Linked DNA regions of Capsicum annuum: region 2 is linked to region 1. Evidence: chromatin contacts called from public Hi-C data. All regions are on one chromosome and are shown on one strand. The core of a region is the stretch at or near the end of the contact, and the rest is flanking DNA. Distances in the headings are between cores, read along the strand shown. Region 1 holds the start of LOC107854920. Region 2 holds the start of LOC107854903 (CST complex subunit STN1).

Region 1 (3,469 bases), core at 5-2,504:
TCAACTTTTTCTCTAATTCTCTCAAATTGGCAAAATTACCTTGTGTATTTTGTGTCATCTACCTTATTCATGACTTCTACTTCAACGACAACTCAAAATTCCTCTTCACCAACCCTCGATTCAAATAACCCTTTGTACATGTATCCATCGGCGAACATCGGATCTGCCCTAATTTCGGAGATTTTTGATGGAACTGGTTATCGGTCATAGAGACGCGGTGTTCTTAGAGCTCTTTCTGTGAAAAACAAAATTGGCTTTATCAATGGAACAATTGCCAAGCCAACATCAAATTCACAGTCGATTACACAATGGGAACAATATGACGATATGGTTACCTCATGGATTCTGAATTCCCTATCCAAAGACTTAGGAGATAGTTTACAATATGTCAACAATGCCCAGGCATTGTGGAAGGAGATGGAGGACCAATTCGACCAAGCAAATGATGTAAAACTATCTCAACTTCAATAGGAAATTAGCGAGCTCCCGCAGGGAAATCTGGATATCACTGGTTATTACACAAAGATTAGGCAACTTTGGGAAGAACTCAACTCTCTAGACACCAACTCACAGTGCACCTGTTCATGTGATTGTGTGGGAAAAACAAAAATGCATAAGGCTGAGCAAGACAGGAAGCTTATTCAATTTCTGATGGGGCTAAACGAAGTTTATACTATTGTAAGAGGTAGTATTTTGATGATGAATCCGTTGCCCGCTATGGAAAAAGCCTTCTCTATATTGGTCCAAGAGGAAAAGCAGCGCGAAGTCAGACCAACTACTTCTCGCTTGATTTTAGGATCTACTTCTCTTAGTGTAACCTCTGGAAAAAATGCCTTTAGAACTAATTACTCTCACAACAAACACACCAGTGGTCTCAATGTATATAAAGGTCATTCTACTCCGCCTCCCTACAAAAACACTTACAAAGCTACCTACCCCTTTCAAGATGTCAATAGAGCAAATCTACTCTGTGATTACTGTAAGAAGAGTGGACACACAGAGGCAAAATGTTACAAACTCCATGGTTTGCCCCCAAATTTTAAGTTCACAAAGGTAAAAAATTCAGCTGCAGCAGCAACTGTTCATGGTGGTTATGGAGAGGTGATAGACGATGGGTCTGCAATGAAATTTTGCAGTACTAGTCAAGAAGCTCATAGCATCACTAAGGAATAGTATGGTCATCTTGTGAAATTACTGTCAAACGCCTAAGTGCAGGGGATATCTGAAACTTCTAAGGAGACTCTGGATACCATCATGAGCGGAGCTGTGAACTTTGCAGGTATTTTGGCTTGTCACTCCTCTATAAATGAGATTGGTAACCTGTTATGTGGTTGTTTGAACTTAACTACTAAATCATGGATCGTAGATTCCGAGGCCTCAAACCATATGAACTTTAACAAGAAATTGCTTAAGAATATTAGGTCTCTACCCTTTCCCTTTCTAGTTACACTACCAAATGGCTATAGAGTAAAGGTAACTGAAATTGGGGATGCTTGTTTAAGTTCAACACCGACTTTGTACAAGGTATTATTCGTGCTTAGTTTTAAATTCAATTTGATTTCAGTGCATTATCTCACTTCACACCTCAGTGGTGTAGTTAGTTTCAATAACGTCTCATGTTTCATGCAGGGCCCTTCACTGAAAAGCCCTCTGGTGATTGGTAGAGCAAGGAATGGACTCTATTTTCTATGCTCAAAGTGCCACCATGGTCCTTGTTTTTCATCACCAATTTCTGCTGGTTCTATTTTCACTCCTCCTGATTTTCTTTTGCTGCATGTTCTATATAAACAAGCTCTCTATTCACCTACTTCATCTGTAAATTTGGTAATTCTGAGTAATAAAAAAGCTTGTTCTAACAATGAGATTTCACAGTGTTCTGTTAATCATTTCAATTCTGTTGATTCTGGTTCATCATACATATCTCATGATTCTAATGTAGATCACCTGTGGCATAATAAGTTAGGACATGTACCATCCCAGTTGCATTCTCACCTAAACAACCTTTCACCTGCACAATTTGCCCCATGGCTAGGCAAACAAGATTGCTCTTTCCATCCTAGACCATAAGTATCTCATCACAACCTTTTGCCCTTCTCCACATAGACTTGTGGGGTCACTATCACACACCGACTTATGAAAACTATAAGTACTTCATCACCATAATTGATGACCACGGTAGAGCAATTTGGATACAATTACTCAGTTGCAAGAGTAATACTTTGGCAACAATAAAAACCTTCATAACACTGATAGAAAGCTAGTTTCAAACCCACATTAAGGACATTATAACTAACAATGGGCTGGAATTTGTCAATAAATAAACCATACCTTTTCTTGAAACCAAAGGGATAATACATCAAAAGACTTGTCCATACACACTACAATAAAATGGTGTAGTATAGAGAAAGCACAAGTATTTACTTGAAACTGCCAGGGCATTACTATATCAGTCCAAGCTTCCAATAAGATATTAGGAGAAGTGTATTCTCACAGCGACTTACCTAATAAACAGACTACCATCCACAACTATTCAAAATAAAACACCCTTTGACGTCCTATATTCCAGGCAACCTACTTATTCACATTTAAGATCCTTTGGACGTTTGTGTTTTCCCAGTACACTCAAAAGTCATAAAGAGAAATTTAAACCTCGGTCCACCCCCCATGTGTTTATTGGATACCCCTTCAACACAAAAGGTTACAAAGTCCTTAATCTACATACTAAACAAGTGCACATTTTAAGAGATGTACTATTTTATGAGTCTGTATTTCCCTTTGCTCTTTCATAGCCTGATGCTAGTTTTCCTTCTGTGTTGAGGCACCTTAATTCTAATCCACAATTTTATTTCACAAGAAATAACTTGGATAATGATGTGTTGAACAAACCACCCTAGTTTCTATATAGATTCCACTACTGATTCTAACTCATCTGAGCATTCTACGCCACATACTGCCACTAGTGATCTCAATCATTTATCTCATGATGTTACCACTTCATCACCTGAATAGGACACTAAACTATCTTAACCTGACAGTCCTACCTTACAAGATTTATATCCAACTTTTGCACTCAAACGAACCAGTAGGATACACTCGGTACCACCTTATCTTAGTGAATACAGATATACATTACCAAACCTTCAACCACAAGCATCACAAACAAATAGTACCACTGGTCAATACTTTTCACTCACTAATTTTGATCCTGATAGTCAGCAATTAGTGAAAATCATCACTCATGAATGTGAAGTGAACTCTTATGAAGAGACAGTCTCAAGCCTTGCCTGGCAAACAGCTATGACACTTAAATTTGAGGCAGTATATGCTAACAATACTTGTAGTTTAGTTCATATCCCTGCAGGAAAGAGAACTATAGGTTGTAAATGTGTCTACAAAATCAAACACAAGGTATATAGGACAGTGAAAAGACTCAAGGCAAGACTTGTGGTAAAGGGGTACACTCAACAAG
Region 2 (3,506 bases), core at 4-2,503, 330 kb after region 1:
CCTGGTTTCAGAACATATGCTATTTTCAGTTTAGTAGAAATTTCGCAGACTTATGTTAGATGGTTTTGGGTCTTTATGAACTTATGTCTGTATTGTTTAAATGAAATGATAAGATGACCATGTTTCCGGTTTCTTTTCCGCATTTTGATAATATATGAATTATGTGTATGATTGTCAGTTAGAGAGGGATCTCGTGCTTTCATAGCTCGGGATGCTCGTTGCGGCCACGGCCTCGGTTCGGATCGTATCATTTTTCATCAATGATTATTAAAAAATTAGACGAGATCAGTAAATTAAATACCATAGATTTTTTCTTGCCATTCAATTCATAAGTGAACATCTGTCTCTTATGGGCATATAATATGGATAAGTAAAGTTTATGTCCAATGCAACTTAACTTCATGGAGAATGTTTCTAATATTCTGAACAATTTACACAACAGTTAATGTTCAAGAAAATACAAGGAACGAAAATTTTAGTAGTTTAGTTGATTATTGACTATCAAAAGGATCAGTCACTCAGGCTGTAGGAGGAACAACAACTTTGTCATAACAATTGCGAGCCAACCTTAAACAATGTAGCCAATGCAGAATCTGAGAATTAGGATCCCTCTCTATAACAACATCGGAAACAGTAATCTGAATGCTCCCTCTGTAACTAGTAATCTTGCCACGAACACGAGCAATAACACCAAGCTGAACTTGGGCCGAAAAATCAGCGGCCATTTGGGAAATTAATCGAACATCTGATGGGCAACGACGGGAGAAGTGGGGCGAAGTTTCTTGGTTAAGCCATAGGATACAAGGGATGCAACCGGTGCCATCGTCGATGTCGAATTTGAGGAATCTGCTGGGTTTGAAGTCTCTGGTTACTACAATACCTACTGTTTCTGCACGGGAGAGGCGCTTGCCCTTGCGAGAAAAGGAAGTGGGATCGAGGGGGATTGGTTTGAGAGTGAGAAAATCGAAGGCTAAGAGCTTTACGTGTATGTTGACAAGGTTTGGAGCATCCATAATGGGAGTGTTTATCAAAGAATTTCGACTGATCTGTTCTTTCTAGTGTGTCAAGTGCGAGGAGAAAGATCCCTTTTCTTCTTTTATGTGGGGGGTGGGGCAGGAGATGGAGCAAGATGCCTAGATCAAGGTGAAGAAGAAGAGTCACGAAGATTTTTACTTTGGAAAAAAAAAATTTTTACTGCTAGTGTAGTATATTTTGTGCACTAACAATGAATATAACTTAAACTCTTTGATAAATTGACTAAGTTGGTACTGCATTATACTATTGAATCCAATATACTTTCTTGTTATATTATCGAACTAAATCAACTTTTGTCATTGGTAAAGTTATTAAAAATACTTTTCTTTTTAATATTTTTTTATCATAATAAAATGTAAGTCACGTGACGTATATTTGAATGAGGTGAATGTCAGGTTGCATGTTACCTCAGCATTTGATTTTTCCTTCTTCATTTTATATTTTTTGCTTCAAATTTTATTACTTAATTATTTATTTATTATTTTTTAAAACAAACAAAATATGTGAATATTTTGCATCCAAAAAAAAGTCTAATCACTATCACTAGTAGTAAAATATTTATGGCGGTAGCAAATTTTTTAACATTTCACTAACCTTAAACTCTCATCCACATGGCTCTCATTTTGCCATGATAGAAAAGTGTTAAAAAGAGGGATATTTTTGATAATCTTGCTAATGAGAGGGGTATATTTAGCCCTATAGTATAACATTAAGGATATATTTGGCCTATGTTGCACAGACTCTCTAAAAAATCAACGGGTGCGTATCGAATTCGCCAAAACTAGTATATTTTTAGAGAATATGACACGGTTGCGACATCGAAAATGAAAAGTTTCCGCAACTTAGTATTTGGCCAATAATATAACGAGGGACAAATTTAACCAAATTATCAAAGTAGAGGGGTATTTTTAACTAAATTTCCCTTCTACTTTTTACCCTAGCTTTCCTATTCCATTATGTTCCATATTATGCCAAATTATTTTTTATATTTTATCTTTTTATAAATTTGATATTTGAAAAGGACTAACTTTGAACTTCTCCTTTTACATTATTGATTATTGACGGTATGATTTTATTATTAGCATCATGACATAGACATGTTTAAGACTATAAATCTGAAAGTCACAATGTCATGTGGACTAATGGTATATTCAAAAGTAAGATTTAATTTCAATGATCTTTCTTTCGTGATCATTATGTCTAGTCAAATAGGTTAACATGAAATTAAACGGAGGGAGTACATAATTTGACACATCCAAATTTGGTGCAGAAGTTGGAGATTTGCCGAGCTAATATATACCATTATACCCCAAAACCCAAATTATGAATCTACTGATTGGTCTAGTCAGCTAGTCAGTTAACATAACATTGTCATTCTAGGAGCTAGGGATGATGTCAAATGGACAAATTGCATTGATTACATTTTCTTAATTATGGACTGAAGACATACTAGACAACCTTAATGTAACTCCCCCCATTTTCAAATTTGAAATCGAATTGTTGTTTCTACATGTGTAAGCTCTAATAGAAATTATTTCTAAGTAAGAACAAGTGTCATGATCTATATCTTCGTGTTTGAAATGTTTTTGAGGCGAAAAATATTCATAGGAATCACTTAGAGCAAATTGAGCTAAGAACCTTTGATTTGGCTAAATCTTTGAATTCGCTTTTACAAGGATCTACTTTGAACGTGTATAACTTTTGATACAAGTAGAATTTTGAAGCTCAAGACCCACCAAATTGTATATAATTGAGTCGGCTTTCCAACGGTACCAATTTCGCCTTAATCCGATACCCGAGTGAAAAGTTATAGCCATTTTAGTGAGGGAGGTAGTGAGGTCGCGCGATTAGCGTGCAACGCACGCTCCAGTCCACCCCTAGTTTACAGCAGTTGGTTCCGCGGTTTTAAGAGCTTTTTAGTCTTTTCTTACCTTATAACTCCCAGTCCACGCCTGATAATCCTCAAGGGGCAATATTTTTCCCCTATTTCATCAATTAAACATCTCAAATCCTCTCAAAAACATAACCCTAGCTCCTCCCTATAGATCAAGAATTCAAGCCTTTCAATTCAAGATTCTCAAGAAAGGTTTCAAGATTAGGTTTCCTATCTTCAAACTAATCAATATAAGGTACGTGGGACTATGCTAAACCCCATGGGCATTGATTTTCGGTTTTCAAATTTGTTTTAAAGGATATATATATATATATATATATATATATATATATATATATATATATATATATATATATATATATGTATATACGAAATTGTTTCAAGACCATTGATAAACTTGTGTTGAAATTATTACATTATGATGAAGTGTTGTGAAAATTATGGTATGAAGCCCTAAACTTGAATTGTTTTCGTGTGACTATGGTGATGCTTAGATTGTGAACTTAAATGAGAGCATGGGATATGTAATTCCCTCTTTTGCTATGAAATTGTATTGATTTCATACGTTGAGAATGGG

Evidence for each region. Hi-C and Micro-C count contacts between places; a contact is called where the count stands out from the background.
Region 2: a contact with region 1 is called in a Hi-C map of bud, with 2.5 times the contacts expected there. The contact joins the promoter of LOC107854903 here to the promoter of LOC107854920 in region 1. A contact is called at or near these places in 2 of 5 Hi-C or Micro-C datasets (bud and leaf).

What each region holds. Positions count from the first base shown.
Region 1 is chr1:150,814,959-150,818,427 of UCD10Xv1.1, forward strand. LOC107854920 reads left to right here and starts at 1,255. Exons shown (of 2, transcript XM_016699916.2): 1 at 1,255-1,524; 2 at 1,630-3,469. The coding sequence starts at 1,255. The coding sequence ends at 2,067.
Region 2 is chr1:151,142,182-151,145,687 of UCD10Xv1.1, forward strand. It overlaps LOC107854903 (CST complex subunit STN1), which reads right to left and starts at 1,254. Exons shown (of 1, transcript XM_016699900.2): 1 at 394-1,254. The coding sequence starts at 1,013. The coding sequence ends at 519.